2 separate regions of the Mus musculus genome follow, and region 2 is linked to region 1. Evidence: chromatin contacts called from public Micro-C data. All regions are on one chromosome and are shown on one strand. Each heading gives the region's core, a stretch centred on a gene start, on an enhancer-like site or on the middle of the called end of the contact. The rest is flanking DNA. Distances are from core to core; before and after follow the strand shown. Region 1 overlaps Golim4 (golgi integral membrane protein 4). Region 2 holds the start of Golim4 (golgi integral membrane protein 4).

Region 1 (2,700 bases), core at 43-2,542:
TTTTAAGTTTTAAAAATTGCTGCTAATTTTACTCTGGACCCTTTAGTTCCCTGACAAATGTAACTCTTTCTCTTCCAGTTGTATATGAACACAGATCAAGATTAGAGAAATCTTTGCAAAAAGAAAGGCTTGAACACAAGAAAGCAAAGGAAGGTAAGACAATATGAGCTTGTGCCCTGATATTTCCTCCTACCCTTCTTTGATGTAGCATGAATTTGAACTATGATGCATTTGGTTTTGTATTTTGTTGTTGTTGTTGTTGTTGTTGTTGTTAAGCTGTCTCTCAAATCTGCCTGAAGCCAGTGCTATAAGTGGGCCGAGAAAGAGCTGTCAATAAATGTGTTATACACAGTGCAGACATTTTATATAGTCTTTGTCATGGGGAAGTAGCCCTTTCTTCTCCTTTGGGAACTCAAGACAGATAGCAAGTGGAAGATGTGTGAGCTTCATCACCAGGTCATGACTCAAAGGGCTTCATTTCCTTCATTCCTGTAGAGAACCGGCTGTATTAGAGGCTCAGGACTGTGTTTAGAAGCTTTCCCTTCTGTTTCTGCAGCCTTCATGGACTGTGTACATTGCCATACAAATTATATCAAAATTAACACATGACTTCCCTTCTAAATATTTTTATTGTATATTTTCTTTATTTACCTTTCAAATGTTATTCCCTTTCCAGGCCTCCCCTCTGGAAACCCTCTGTTCCATGCCCCCTCCCCCTGCCTCTATGAGGGTGCCCCCCCTACCCCCACCCACTCCTTCCTTCCCACCCTGACATTCCCTCACTGCACCAAACCTCTGTTGATGGTTGGGGTTTGGAAAACATACATTGTTTAGAACATGACACTGTTTATGTAAGTTTGTAACTCAGTGAGTTGACCTTCTACCTGGAATCTTCTGAATGAAGCAGGTGTTACTATAAGTTCATGAAACATTTGCCTAGCCCAGCTGTTCAGATAGGAATTACCACTTAACACATTGCTTTTTGTCAGAGCTTTTGAAGCAAGCATACACTCTAGCATCCAAGTACTGGAAGTTATCTGCACTCTTAGGTCTGATGCATTCATGTTTTGTGATGAATCTTGGAATGTAAACCCTTGGCTCCTTTGGTGAGTGTGGGGTGGGTGCTGGGTACTATGTAACCCTCTCCTGACTCATAGGATGCACAGACTTAATCATTCTGAGAAATGCTTTCAGACTTGTCTTTGCCAGGTCTTCCATTGCAGAGTGTTTTTATAGAGCCATCTAGTGGATAATAAAGTTTCAGAGCATTAAAGACGGCTTGATTGCCGTTTCAGTTCCTGAAGGAATTTAGTGTGCCCTCTAGTGGGTAGCTATAAATCACCCTTGTCTCAAATGCACCCTCTCCGCTTTCAAAGGCAGATTTCACAGAGATATTGTAAGTGTGCTATTAGTCACTTGCCATCGATTCTGGTGATGCAGGGCTTGAAGACAGCAGGGAGAGTGGAAAACTATAAGCTTTGTCATCTGTTTTCCAAAGCTTCCAGAGGTAACATGATGTACATAAATCACTAGGTATGTTGATTTGAAAAAAACTGGTTATCTTTTTGTAAATCTGAGTAAAGTATATAGCATTTTTTTCTCAGAGATGCTTAAAGGTTTTTAAATAGACTAACTTATACTTTACTTTCTCTATTTTTATCTTTCCTAGATTTCCTTGTTTATAAGTTAGAAGCACAAGAAACACTTAACAAAGGAAGGGTAAGGCTTTGTTCTGTTTTGGCTTTTATTTTGTTCTCATGAACTTTAAGGGAGATAAAAATACCACTGCAAAAAATTTTACTCCATTTATTACCAGCATAAATGGATTAAGGGTGGACATACATTTTTGTTACCAAAAAAAAAAAAAAAAAACAAAAAAAAAACAAAAAAACAACAAAAAAAAAAACCAAGAAGGAAACCAAGAGAGAAACTTGTACACATTGTTTATTTAAAACTTATCTTTTCTTACTTCTTGTCGCATTACTGATGACTAGTGATAAACTGGGGCAGCTTCTCTGTGGCACATGAGGTTTGTTTGGTTGTGTTTGGATCTAGATTTCGATTTGAGACAGGTTCTCATGTATGCAAGAAGACGTCTAAATCATTGAGTAGCAGAGGATAACTTTGAGTTTCTGATCTTCCTACCTTAACCTCCCTAGTGCTGGGATTATAGGTGTGTGCTACTGTGCGTGCCAACAGGGAAGCTCATGTTTATTCCCTCTTTGATTTGCTCATGGCGTCTCTTTTCTCTGACATGAAAGACTTCTGTTTGCTTACAGAGTACTATCAAGGAGGAGAACTAACTGCCTTAGTGTTCACATTGCAGGAATCTGAAGGATGAATTATGGACAGAATGAGTGGTATTGGCATTTAAAAATATTTTAAAGTTAAAATTCGCTGGAGAAAAGCCAGTCTTTGTCTTACCCTACAGAAATGTGTGAGTGTTAGTTGAATAAAACATTTGTGTTTAGTGATTTCAAAGCTGAGGAAAGTCTGTTCTTTGAATTGCCTAGAGGATGTTTTCAACTTTCAACTCTAAGTTGCTTTTAAAAGCCTGAACCAGACCTCGGTGCACCCAATTGTATATTTTGTAGTGTAGTTTCCTTATCAACTAAAAAAATAAAAAAAGAATAAGGCAGGGGATGAATGATGAACCAGAAGTGTAGTTTATTTTAGGAGCTATGAGAAGAAAACCCGGGA
Region 2 (2,700 bases), core at 77-2,576, 47 kb before region 1:
ACAAGTATTATGGTCATATTGGCCAAATTTAGATTCTTTGTTTCCAACTCGTAAATCGAATGTCCTGGCTAAGATTCAGTGTAAGAGCATTTGGAACCAACATAATGTGATTTTTATTAGCTAAGTGCATATACCACCAGTCTCACTTATTTTTTACAGTGAGAGAAATGCCCTGGTCTGCCTGTGTGGCTCTTGTTAACCTATGATTTCAGGACTGACCTAAAAACATTCAACACAGGAACTGTCTTGAAAATGAATCTGGTTTAAGCAGATCTCCTTCGTTTAAAGCACTCATTCCCCATAATTAATTGTGATGACTAAAACACGGGCAGGATATCACAAAAAAATATGTAGAATGCAATATGCAGAATGTAAAAGTGCCACTGCACAACTGATACTTTTCAGAAATAATTTATTTCTCTTAGAATTCAGGTCAAGAGGAGAAACAAATTTATCATTTATGCATAACCTCAATTCCACACACACCCTGATTATATTGAAGAAAGAAATGCACTGTGGATTTCTTTGAAGTGGTTTGGCGTTATTATGCCTGTCTAACTTTTTGTTAAACGTAGTGGGTTTTGCTGGCCTTGAAAATGTAATTTAAAAATGTAACTGATTTTTTTTTCTGCTACCATTAAGAGAAATACACACAGCAAGATGAATGCATACTCATTTCAGCCTGTAAGATTTGTTTTTAAAATTATTCCATTTGCAGCCAGAGGAAACATGAGATCATTTCTTTCCTTCTGCCAACAAAGTGCTTTCCCCACCCCATGTAGACAGTCAAGTGAGCTTCAGGGTCCCAGCTTACTTTCTACCATTTTTGCACATAGCCTAGTGCCTCTAATGGGACAAGACTCAGTAGGCAGTCCTTGAGAGAATGTGAGAAGAACAAAGTGTTCATAAGCTGAACTCATTATGTAGGGTAAGAAATGAGCAGGGCTAAGCAGAGTGCACCCACGGTTGCTTTGCGGTTGTTGGTGTGCATATAAGCACTGTACTCTTGCTCCACGTGCATTCCAAGTGCTGGGACATACATGCACACACATGCGCAATGATCACCAAGCCTCAGGCCAGGACAAGTCCCTAGCCCTCCCAACCAGGCTCCTCCACCCCTCCGCACCCATCCAGGCTCCACGTGGGCGCACCCAGGCGCCAGGCGGCCGCGCGGCCCACGGAGCTCAGAGCCTGCCCAGAGCTGAGAGGGTAGGCGCGGCCCGGGGCGGGACGGACAAAGCTGGCGTCCAATGGAGCCCAGCATTAGCTCCCCGAAAGGAGGGAGCGGTGGCTTGCGCGGGCCCAATGAGCGGGGAGCCCGAGTGGGACTTCCTCCCGGAATCCCGTTGGCCATGATAGCGGGGCCGTGGGTGACACGTAAGTTGGGTGGGAGGTGGCGGGCGGCTGGAGCTTCCAGATCAGTGACACCAGCCCACCACCCCCCTTAACCTGACCAGACCAACCAGTCCCCATCTCTTCATCAATACCGAGGGACCGTTCAAGGGGACGCCGCCTGGAGCCAGGTCCCTTTGTTGGGCGCGCGTCCCCTACCAGTGGTAGCGACAAAGTCCAGCAGCGGGAGCCGGCGCGAGGGGCGGGGACTGACGGTGGGGACAGCGAGGCCAAAAAGTGGGGAGTAGGGAAAACCAAGCCGGCTGCGCGCGGGGACCAGTAGCAAGGGCAGCGGGCTCTGAAGTATGCAAAGAGACTCCACGCGGGCCCAGCCACTCGCGGAAATCCGACATCGCAGAAGTTTGGTGGCTGCTGGCCGGGTGGCGTCGATGACCTGGCGCCCAGCCGGCCGCGGGGGCTGAGCGGCCGCCTCTTCCTCTCTGGTCCGGCTTTTGTGTCTCGCGTCTTCTGCTCATGCCGTGTCCAGCTACTTCTCGCGGTGGCCGTTGCTGAGCTGTCCGACGCAGCCGAGGACCGAGGACACGACGGCTCCCGCCGCCGCAGCGCGGGGCACAGGAGGGACTATGGGAAACGGGATGTGCTCCCGAAAGCAGAAGCGGATCTTCCAGACGCTGCTGCTTCTCACGGTGGTCTTCGGCTTCCTCTATGGCGCGATGCTCTACTTGGAACTGCAGACGCAGCTGCGCAAAGCTGAGGCAGTGGCGCTCAAGTACCAGCAGCACCAGGACTCTCTCTCTGCCCAGTTGCAAGGTACAGTTAAGGGGAAGCGCACCGCCAACTTCTCTCTGAGCTGGTGCTGGTGCTGGAAAAGTAGCTTGGTGGATAGTTAGTTGGCTTTGCAGGTACCACTCATTGACCTTCTGGCGCATCTGAGGGAGCGGCCGCGGGGATGTTGGCTTCTGAGCGTATGTGTGGGAGATAATATCCTGATTTTCCAGCTTCCTCCCAGGAGTTATCTTTGAAATCCACAGCACCAGCGCACGGTCCTGCCTGGCGTTTGGTGGGTACATACAACACCAAGTCTTTTACCCGAAGCACTTGTCAAAGGCCCAGCTGCAATCTAGGCAAACAGCCCTTCTGCTACATCTGCCAATCCTTTCCCAAGAGGCAAGCCTTGGTTTGTAGACATAAAGAATTATGCAGACATTTTCTAACCCGTGTTCTTTTTCAAGGGGGGAAAAAAGAGACTATATACACTAGTGACTCATGAACGGAACCTGCAAGCTTGTGTTGTGATTAGTGCTCTTGTTATTACGTTTGTTCATTTAGTAGTTAACTTGAGAAATG

The links. A called contact is a pair of places that touch in the nucleus more often than the background predicts.
Region 2: a Micro-C map of granulosa cells shows a contact between it and region 1, with 1.9 times the contacts expected there. The contact joins the promoter of Golim4 here to the enhancer-like site in region 1. A contact is called at or near these places in 12 of 39 promoter capture datasets (the 3T3-L1 cell line, 3T3-L1-derived adipocytes, the HPC-7 cell line and 6 more), 3 of 15 datasets of contacts at CTCF or cohesin (the NIH/3T3 cell line, liver and pro-B cells), 47 of 484 Hi-C or Micro-C datasets (the 3T3-L1 cell line, 3T3-L1-derived adipocytes, the C10 cell line and 34 more), 16 of 115 datasets of contacts at active chromatin or transcription factors (CD8 T cells, the SCID.adh cell line, astrocytes and 13 more) and 3 of 9 other capture datasets (adipose tissue, liver and pancreatic islet).

The regions. Positions count from the first base shown.
Region 1 is chr3:75,909,028-75,911,727 of GRCm38.p6, reverse strand. Golim4 (golgi integral membrane protein 4) reads left to right here. Exons shown (of 16, transcript NM_001291069.1): 2 at 79-153; 3 at 1,670-1,719. Among named protein-coding and RNA genes, the nearest start is that of Golim4, 47 kb to the left of the region's middle. Within about 2 kb of position 1,292, at least 38 of the 459 cell types and tissues checked have an H3K27ac peak or open chromatin away from gene starts, as enhancers often do. A contact at or near this core is called in CD8 T cells, the MNK3 cell line, adipose-derived mesenchymal stem cells and 4 more, where this site is marked.
Region 2 is chr3:75,955,575-75,958,274 of GRCm38.p6, reverse strand. Golim4 (golgi integral membrane protein 4) reads left to right here and starts at 1,326. Exons shown (of 16, transcript NM_001291069.1): 1 at 1,326-2,163. The coding sequence starts at 1,977.